Linked DNA regions of Mus musculus: region 1 is linked to region 2. Evidence: chromatin contacts called from public HiChIP or PLAC-seq data. All regions are on one chromosome and are shown on one strand. The core of a region is the stretch at or near the end of the contact, and the rest is flanking DNA. Distances in the headings are between cores, read along the strand shown. Region 1 has its middle 8.5 kb from the start of Gm30113. Region 2 has its middle 280 kb from the start of Pvt1.

The links. HiChIP or PLAC-seq counts read pairs in DNA pulled down with a chosen protein or histone mark.
Region 1: a contact with region 2 is called in an H3K27ac HiChIP or PLAC-seq map of embryonic fibroblasts, with 14 read pairs. The contact joins two enhancer-like sites. A contact is called at or near these places in 1 of 15 datasets of contacts at CTCF or cohesin (the NIH/3T3 cell line), 3 of 484 Hi-C or Micro-C datasets (adipose-derived mesenchymal stem cells, cerebral cortex and embryonic fibroblasts) and 2 of 115 datasets of contacts at active chromatin or transcription factors (the NIH/3T3 cell line and embryonic fibroblasts).

What each region holds. Positions count from the first base shown.
Region 1 is chr15:62,960,159-62,965,292 of GRCm38.p6, forward strand. No RefSeq gene overlaps it. Among named protein-coding and RNA genes, the nearest start is that of Gm30113, 8.5 kb to the left of the region's middle. Within about 2 kb of position 2,708, at least 11 of the 459 cell types and tissues checked have an H3K27ac peak or open chromatin away from gene starts, as enhancers often do. A contact at or near this core is called in the NIH/3T3 cell line and embryonic fibroblasts, where this site is marked.
Region 2 is chr15:62,318,529-62,323,702 of GRCm38.p6, forward strand. No RefSeq gene overlaps it. Among named protein-coding and RNA genes, the nearest start is that of Pvt1, 280 kb to the left of the region's middle. Within about 2 kb of position 2,568, at least 55 of the 459 cell types and tissues checked have an H3K27ac peak or open chromatin away from gene starts, as enhancers often do. A contact at or near this core is called in the NIH/3T3 cell line and embryonic fibroblasts, where this site is marked.

The DNA of each region.
Region 1 (5,134 bases), core at 1,458-3,957, 640 kb after region 2:
CATCCTCCAATTTGATATCCTCAGTAAAACAAAGTACCACACTTTGGGGCACTGCTTTCTGGGCCTTAACACTTACAATTCAGTCAAGGAAGCCTAATTTATTATTTTAATTTTTCAGAAGAACATCCCAACCTGTAGATAATTGCCCATGAGCCTGTATAGACCAACTCCAAATCTCTGCTCATAGCAACAATTTTCCCAGCATGTTCAAAATGTAAGCCAGGCAGGTCTGACTGAATTAGTGATTAGTTTTGAAGCTAAAGGAATGACATCAGTGGATCTCATATATCCATTTCTATTAGGTAATGTTGTCAGTTTTATTGGATTAAGGAAGGAACAGGACATCAGTTAGTCATTCTTTGAGTTCATTTGTAAGGGTATTTCCAGCTAGATTAGCTGATAGAAGAATCATCATAAATATGCTTGGTTCCACCCAAGGATGTGGGATCCCAGACTGAAAAAGTAGAGTGAGAAAGAAGAATGAGACCAGCATTCACCTTTCCTTACATCCCTGCCATCTCATGCTCCCATCATGCCTTTCCCACAATGGACTGTACCCCTCAAACCATGAACTCACAAAAATCTTTTCTTCCTTCAGTCGCCTCTTATTATGTGCTTTGTTGCAGCAAAGACAAACATAACCAATACATCTGATGCAATCTGCATACATTTTTCTGGCAAGGGGGAAGGATTGCAAAGTGCTGTTGTCACTATAGTAAATTTCTACCAAAGGGAGAAACAAAAGAGAAGAGTCATCAGTAGCCACAAGAGAGAATCCAAACCTTTTTATGATCTATCTTTCATTCTCCAAATTGAAATATATTTCAATGACCAATCAAAACCTATCTTTTAGACATCTCTGACTAGTTAAGCATTACCTTGCTATCTCCTCACCTTGATATTTGCTCTGTGTCTATCAGCATTTTTAACCCTATGTTCTTCCCACTGTCTTTGATTTAACACAACTTTGTCTTCCACTCAAGCCATGAGATGCCTCCCCAGTACCCACTGCACTCTCTCAGCACTAATAGGCCTGTGACTCAAACTAAACTCGTATGTTACTGAGATTCTTCCCCTATATGATCTCTGAGTAGCAATTCTATTGTGTGGTACAAGCCTGCTGGGCTCAAAAGTGTCTTTGACCATGCCTTTAATACCACATAAGAGAAGCCTATGGATAGATCCCTTGTTTGAGATAGTAAAACAAAGGTCAGGGAAGACAATAAACTGAGTCAAGAAAACTGAAGACCGCATATATAGGAGATTTTCTGAAATCTTGTCTTTGATCCAATGCTGAAGCTGCCATGCATAAAGTATCTTAATAGACTCATGTCACCTGATAGCCAGAAGACAGAAGCAACTCCACCATATAAATGTAACCTCTAACCACACCATTCTTTCTACCTGGAGTAATCTGTACTTCATGGAGAGTCCACGAGAGAAACAGAAAGAGTCCTGTCTAGTCACCAGAGGATGGGCAGAATTCTTCCTTCTCTATCTACAAGAAAGTCAGGAAAGGCTTCTTATTGACTTTGAAGCAAAGAAAACACTGAAGTGGTAGATTTTGTTATTGTTTCCATATATACATAGACACACACACACACACATATACACATATGAGAATATATATATGTGTGTGTGTGTGTGTGTGTGTGTGTGTGCAGTTGTTTCCATATGTGTGCATGTGTCTGTGTATGTATACATGCATATACAAGGCAAATGTTGTATTTAATAGCAATTTATTCTTTTTGTTCTTTTTAAAAAGAAAACACATGTTCTTTTTTTTTTTAAGATTAATTGTATTTATATGACTACATTGTACCTGTCTTCAGACACACCAGAAGAGGGCATTGGATCCCATTACATTGTTTGTGAGCCACCATGTGGTTGCTGGGAATAGAACTCAGGACCTTTGGAAGAGCAGTTAGTGCTCTTAACTGCTGAGCCACCTCCTCAGCCTAGCCATTTATTCGTAAGCAAACAACTCACCATATTTGAATCTCAATTGCTTAGACATCAAATGAGGATGCATTGCTCAGGCTCCTGAGAATACATAACATAAATTGTTTTTAAAGCATTAAGTCTGATTGAACCCAAAGGCTTAACAAATGGCAATTCATTTTATTTTGCATATGAAGTGTTTGCCCTTGACTGAAGGAGATATATTTAAGTGAGCTCAACTGTTAAGTGGATTATTTCCTGTATTTTAAAGCCTCTTTAGTGTGGTCAAGATTGAGCTGGACACTAAGAATGTCTGTTCATGTTTGCCTTTTGGGACTTGGTAGTCTGAAAGGATATGGCCCCAGCTTCATACAGGATATGTTTGAAACAAATGGAAAACTGTATAATACAAAAATGCATTCCTTTAGGTTTATGGAACAGTGAAGTCAAATGAAGCAGAGGACATCTGAGGAAACTTTAGGGAGATGAAATCCACTGCCTACACAGAAGAGTGAGCTGGATGTCCATAGGTGGGAAGATGAAGAACAATGTGTATTTTTCATCAGATTTTTTCATTAAATGAAAAATTACTAGCAAAATAGCATTGTCTCACTTCCCATGTGGCTAAAGTCTTATTCATATTCTTATAAAAGAAAGCTGAAGTTTCCTGAGTGCTTCAAAAAGATAGCCGTATGCTACACCGCTTTTTTATGAATCAGCCGTTTCCAAACATGACTACATTACGTGTCTTTTAAAGACTTCTGCTATCACTCTCTGAAACCCCGGGAAAAGAATCTCTGTGGTTTTACATTCCTTTGCATTTACTCTAGAGGAAAACACACCATGAAAATTTCCATATGTTCATCTTCCCCTGTACATATTTATGTGAACAGTTTCCTTTTTAACAACTTTCAAAACATATGCTCTTTCCCAAGTTATTTCCCCTAAAAGTAATTCAGTGATGGCATGATTCATGGATTATGGGAACCATGAAAAGTTACTGAACCAGGTGTGACATTTGGACTCGTTAAAAGTCACTGTACCAGAACACATCAAATGGCAAGATTTGCCCCCCACCTTTGGGTGCTCACATCATTCCACTTTAGTCTGTGATGAAGCTGTTACAATTGAAGCAGGCTGCTAGTTTAAACAAGAGATCATCACGATAGTCATTTGTCATATAACATCCCTCAAAATGCTAAAGCTTGGCGTCTGAGTGAAAACGGATGGGAGACAGACAATAAATACAAATACTGAGAGTAGTAGATCATAATTTCCTACACTCAGCCCTGATTTCTACTGAATTGAAGTAAATAACACATGCATAGTTTAAGTTGTAAATATCCAGCCAAAGAATTTCCTAAAGATAAACCTCTGTTAATAACACCTCTTACTCTACAGCCAATTCCAGTTTTGAAATTAATATACACATTTGGTTAGTAGTTTGGATAATATTGAAGATCCATTTTATACTATTGCCATGATCTAGATCTGGCCTGAATATTTTCCAGAGATTCACGTAGCGAAGTTGGACTGCTATGGAAATTATAATAGATCGGGACTTCAGGTAGTTATTAAATCACTTCTTAAGGGATACCTGTTAGTCTCATATGGTGATTTCTCATAATTGCAAGTTGGGATAAAATCTTCACTCCTACATATGATCCGTTTTACACATACTCAATGTCCCTTTCAGAGTCTTCTTTATGTTGTGAAAAAAATCAATGTGCCCCTCACCAAAGCCCAGACAAATAAGGTAGATTGGTTATCTTAAACTTTTACCTCTGAAACCATAAATCAAATAAAATTACTTCATTTAGATTGAACTTACCAGAAGCATTGAACTTCTGGTATATTTTGTTATAGCAGCAGATACTTGACTAAATTGGGAACCATTAGTACAGTGTGTGGTTGTTGGAATAAAAATATTTAACAATACAGAAAAGGCTTTGGAACTAGAGAAGCAGGGCACAAACAACAAGCTGGAAGTGGTCTGTTCCATGGTATATGAGAGGCATTCTGAGGGATTCTGGTGATGGCTCAGAATAAAGGGTATATGGAAAGACCTAGATATTTTCCAAGATGATGAGGTCTCAGAGAGAAATGAGGACTGTCCTATCGGAAATTGGAGAAAGGGACATTCTTATTATGATGCAGCAAACAACTGCACTGAACTCTGCCCATGCACGAGGGCTTTATGGAGTGATGGGATTGTTTAACTGGTAAATGAAATTTCTAAACAAAATACAGAAGGAGCTACAAGAGTACCCTTGCCAGCTTGCAACATGGCCCAAGAATAGAAGGAAATTCACCAGAGTAATTTGAAAATTCACAGGCCAGATAAAAATATGTATGAGCAAACAAAATACTGATGTAGGCAAATAATCACTTGCTAATGAGATTATCATATATAAAAGGAATCTAGGTATCATTTTTCCAAAACAGGGAAATGACTTCAAGGACATCTCATAAATCTCTGAGGCTACTTCTCCTAATGCAACACTGAAGACCTTCTAGGGAAAAAAAATGGTTTAGGGAATAAACCCAATGCCATCATCACAAGTTTACTATCCAGTATTGTCTTGGAATTTGAACTGATCTCCCAAATGGCCAAGTGAAGGCACTGACAAGAGTTATAGGGACTGTGCAAAGGGTCAGGCCAAATGTGACATTTTGAGTTTTTATACATCCTTGTCCCCAAATGTATTGAGTAACAAGATTTAACCACGAAGCTTGAGACATTCCGATTGTAGCCTGTGCTAGTTCTATAGGCTTGTTGAATAAAGAAATTATGGGGTCAGAAGTGACTTCCACTGAGTTTTCGAAGGAAATCTCAAGGATCCTCACAGAGATACTGTGAAGGTCCTTTACTGGGATGCTTTGTGCAGCCAATGAAGGAGCACTGCTATTCTTGATATCCTAAAGTAAGAGCCACTGCCAGCTTTCATTCTTTGCCTGGGAGACTCACAGGCTCTATCGTCAACCCTAGATCATGGCCATATAAGCTGTTATCAGTAACATTATGGAGGCAAGGCAGCCAGGGCCAGAAGTGTCTATACACACCTTGACTGCACAGTATGCTAGATCTGGACCTTTAGGATTTGATGTCTGCACTGTTTGCTTACAAACATACTGGGAGCCAGAAACCCTTTGAATTTGAGCATTATCGTTTGGAATCAGACTTCTCCTATGT
Region 2 (5,174 bases), core at 1,318-3,817:
TCTTAATCAACTCTGGGGGGATAGAAGTAGATGGTTGGACAGGCCTGAGAATTTCCATGAACTGGGATTCCTGGCATTGACAATTACAGTGCTTTGCGGCATTTAGTTCAAAAGAGAATGCTTGGCTGTTGGCTGTCATCCTGATACAGTCATAAAGAGGTTATCTGCAGACAGAGACTGGGCAACACTTTGCTAGACCTGTGGGGGAAAAAAAAAGCTCAGAGATTCTTAGAACTATCTCAGGCCATCCAGCTCCATGATGAGTATTTCCATGTTGGCTTTAGAATATCCTGTGATCATGATAGACTGTCATCAATTAAGCCATTTGAACAGAAGCCATAAGACATCTAGGTGACATTGGATGAATCACATACTTTTTCCTTGTTTTGGCTTTGGTACCTATTTTGTTAAAAAAGAAAAAAAATGTTTTGACGTGGGAACCTATTGCACCACAAAAAAGGGATAGATTCTATTGGGGCTGCCTGAAGAATAGTTAGAGTTGAAATGTTAAGAGGTATTGGCTTAAAAAGACATGGTGTGAGTTTGGAAACTGGATATATAAGACAGTATGGTCTCTGTGCAGCCCTAGTGACATCGTATAGATGACCTCCTGATGACAACCACTGCAAAACTGATCAATAGTCATATTAGAGCATAACAGCCCTGTGTGCTATGCTCATGGATTTGTTGGTCATGGATTTGTATGGAGCTCAGCAAAGATGTCTTATCTCTGCTGCATGATGCTGTGGGGCTAAGCTCAGAATATAGCTGAGATAGCTGGAAGAGGAGCTAGGGTGACTTGAGAGCTGGCGTGCTGAAGACTGCCAAGCATGTGCCATTAGACAGGACATGAACGCCCCTCAAGCATCATAGATTCCAGGGGGTCATGCTTCCACCATGGCTATTTAAGGTTTTTCTTTAATCTTACTTGTTTTTTGTTTGCTTGTTTGTTTTGCTGTGCTGGGAACTTAACTTAATGCCTCACATATAGTAGACAAAGGCTATATTACTGAGCTGTACTCCCAGCTCCTTCTGGAGATTTTAAGAGGAAGTGTTCCAACAAGCATAGGAGAATAACATGACCTTTTACTATGCAGCCTTGAAAGTCGCATCATGTCATTTATGTTGATTTATGTTGAACTTTATTGAAGCCATCATGGCTTGGTCATGTTCAAACTCGGAGAACACAGACTCCATTGCTCAGTGGGAGCATCCTTTAAGAACTGACAGCCATACCTTAAAATAATAAGAGAGTTTATATATGTTTCTTGAAATAGTAGGAAGATTTAAAAAACAGTATGGAGAAGAAGCAATAAGAAGCAAAATTAACCTCCATTATAGCTATCATTGTAGGGTATAGGTATGGTAGGGACTTACATATGCTTCACAAAGTTTAAGTCACTCAATTGCCAAAATACTCCAGGGAGGCAGTGATATTATTATATCTACTCTGTAGCCAAAGGGACAGGAGCACAGACAGCTGAGATGACTTTTCCAAGGTTCTTAATGCTAATGATTTGACATAATAGGAACAGCAACAACTAGCATATATTGAGTATTTACCAAGTGCCTGGCATGTGGTGAACCTACCCAGTAAAATACACTAGACTGTGCCAAACACTTTCTATGAATTGTCCTAGATTTTACAATAATCTTGCAATGTATACACATTTGCTGTACTGTCTTATGCCAGAGAAAACTGAAGGTCTATGAAATTACCTGCTCAAAATTAGGATGTTAGAAAAAGCTCAGTTTTATTTTTTCCTTCCTTGAAGTCTGGGGCCTGGAATGTATTCAGTTGAGAAAGGGGAGTGATGAGTTAGGGGTGGGGCACTTCTATAGATTGTGGTAGAATGAGATTTGGACAAGGTTTAGAGCTTCAGTGGGAGCAAAGAAGAAAATATCCTGAGATTATGAGATAATGAGTATGTAATTATAAGTGTGTGTATCTGTGTATGCATATGCATGTATGTATTTGTGAGTGGTACGTGTGTATGTGTGCACATGTGTGTCTCTGTGTGCATGTGGTTTTTTGTAAATGGTGTGTGTCCATGTGTGTGTGTGCGCGCATGCATGGAAATAAATCTCTACTAAATTCATCAAGTATCTCTGATACTAACATTGAGTTTATCCATGTGCCAGTTCCTTGCTGGAAGCAGAAGCCCATGCAGGGAAGCGTTAACTTTTATATCCTTCCTAGTGCTCAGCGAGGGAGTACTTCCAATTCAAGGTCCATGAACTGGATTCTGCTTTGTGACTCTACTGCTCTGTCCATGGCAGAGTCTTCATCTCTGCCTTACACAGACCCATAGGCCTGGGGCTGCAAGAAGAATATGGAAATTCAATATGCTCACTCAATATGGAAATCGGAGTTCAGGTAAGAGAAAGTTGGCCATGGTAATGGTATCTTATGAAGAAATTTGTAGTAACGTTGGAGATGGAAGCAGAAATCGAGTACATAGTCCCTTTGTGTCTGGAGTTTTCAGATAGCCTGGATCCTGCTCTGCTCACATCTGTTCATTATGGCTTCCTCTTTGACCTGGAAGTCACCATGCTGATTCATCCATCAGTCACTGGAGTCTGGATTCCCCTCGGCTGTGCTGTTCTAGAAGCCTTCAGCTGTCATTTGATGCTTATTAAGAAGAATGAGTCAGGATGGTGGCTTAAGACACAATTTCCAGCCCGGTCTGTGCTCCCTTCCTCTTCTCTCCTTGCTGAACTATTCTGAGCTTGCATGCTCACAGGGCTTTGTCCAGGGTAGGAAGAGCCTGGGCTCTGGCGCATCAGAATGCCAGGGAAGTCGCAGCTCTGCAGTTTGCTTACTGTGTGACCTTGAGCAGGTTTATGTCCTTTGCATTGTTCCTTTAGCATAAAGTAGGATTGTTTGAGATTTGAATATGATTAAATATTAGGGCTTTGCACAAGATTTGGGGAACACTCAGCATGTAAAAATAGCCCCAGTTCCTTTGCATAAATAATCATATGCTAGGTTTTTTACTCTTTGGCCTGGGTCATCTTAGTGTTATCTATCCAGTGGGATTCTGAGAACTATTTCCTCCCCTCCCCTTTTTTTTTTCTGATGGACTGATGTGGATCATTTCTGTGAAATTCTTTTCTGTGGATCTCTGGGATGAAAGGAAGCAACAGCTCTGGAAATGGGCAGCTACAGTCTTGAGCCTGGCAGTCCATGACCTGCATTCTGCTTTGTGACTCTACTGTTCAGTCCATGGCAGATTCTTCATCTGTTTCATTGACTGTTTGGTGACATGAACAGGCACCAGAGCAAATCTTTTGTACCTGAGTGCTGCTGGGTGGTCTGTGCTTCCTGACTTGGGTGAATTCTTAAGCTCTGCTAGATGGCCCAGCCCCACACTAGTTCCTAGACTGTTCCAATATAGACCTTCCCTCAGATTCCTTTGATCTCTTTAGAAGCAAAGAAGTTTGTGGACTTGCTGCCTTCACATCCTTCCTGCCCTAAGCCTGACATGTAGAGTCTGTACTCTCTTTCACCCATGACCTCTGTCTACAGCAGGCAAAACCACCCTTTGCCATACCCAATCTGTTCCAGGTCCTCTTTCAGCCTTGATGCCCCTGTTCTTCACAGTTAATGGGCATATAAATGCTGTCCTTCTCAGTCAGCATAAAGAATGGCTCCTACCCTCCCCTGAATAGATCTAATGGAAGCAGCTAAGGAACCGAGAGTCATAAAATAGCTATGCAACTCACCAGTTTTATACGAACAAATCACTTAACTTCTCAGCCACAACTGTTCATATTTGAAAGGGCAGGGATCATGCTAATTGCCCTGTTCCTCCCTCCACCCCATTTACTGTGAGAATCCAATGAGATAATGTCTGTGGAAGTGCTCTGTAAATGCAACACTGTTATTAGAGCAGGATGGCCTGTTATTATTAAAAACTGGTTTCCCTGATTCCTCCAACTCTCCCTCTTCCTCCATCTTCTGAGTTGACTGGGCAATTGAGACTTAGTGGCAGTACAGCTTTTGGGGCTAGAAAGTAGCAAAAGTTCTGTCCTGCTTATCCAGAAGTCAAAGTGAGATGACATCTGACACCAGAAGTGTTCTTGGCTTGACAGCTGAGAATCCTGGTGGAAACAGCTTTGGTGATGTGGGGAAGCATCACACAGTATCCAGTGAGTAAGTCTTGCTCAGGTTGGTGTTTCCAGAGACCTTGCTGCATAATGCACTCCACAAATGCTGCTCTGGTCTCTTTCTTTGCTGTAGTGTCATTTCCTTTTGGGGATCACCAACACCTCCTGGAAGGATGCCTACACACTTGCTTAATGCAACTGTCTAAAAGCCAACCTCTTCATTTTATGTCACCAACTAGCTTAAGCCCTACACTGTAGTCCATTTCCTTCAAGGCTATTCAAATGGAAGGGAATTTCTGTTGAGTCTTCTGGCCTTTCCCCTAGCACTTCTTAGCTTCTCCTGTCTAAACCTTCAGCAATCTTATGCTTATAGTTATTGTTGTTGTTGGTTCTTTTTAATGTTTTAAATCTTCTTTCTTCCAGAATAGCTTCTCCTAGCTACCAACCACAAATAAAGCTGACCCAAACCCCTTTGACAATGTGAGTTGCCTTTCAGTGCATTTCTATAGTAACTTGCTTTCCCCTTCAGGAGCCATTGGTGATGCTCATGCCTCACGACCTCTCTTCTCTGAGAAGCTGGTGATTCCACAAGACTGGCTTCCGCTTGATACTCTGTTGCTCACTCCTTAACATCATAGCATCCAGCCCAGGGCCCAGAAATGAACGAAACCACACAGAGTGGATGAGCTAATATTTATCGGATAATAATTATCAGAGGCTTGGTCTCTGAAACTAGAGACTCTCAGAGATCTTAATGCATAAACACAAATGGACAGCATGAACAAAGCATGCTGCTCTTACATTTTCTCTTAGATCCTTACACATGCCAATCAGCTAAAGTTGCTTAGTATTTATAGAGTGCTTCCTCTGAGTTGAACATCTTATAAGACTCAGAAACTTCAAACTCCCCTGTTGTACTCAGAAGTACTGCTATTCTTCTGGGACTTAGGTAACACCACGGCCCAGGAACTTTTGGTTATTTACCCAAGGTCACCCATCCATCAAGTGAAGGATAGATATTGAGTCAGATCTATTTTCTTCAAAAATCCAAATTCACTGGACTG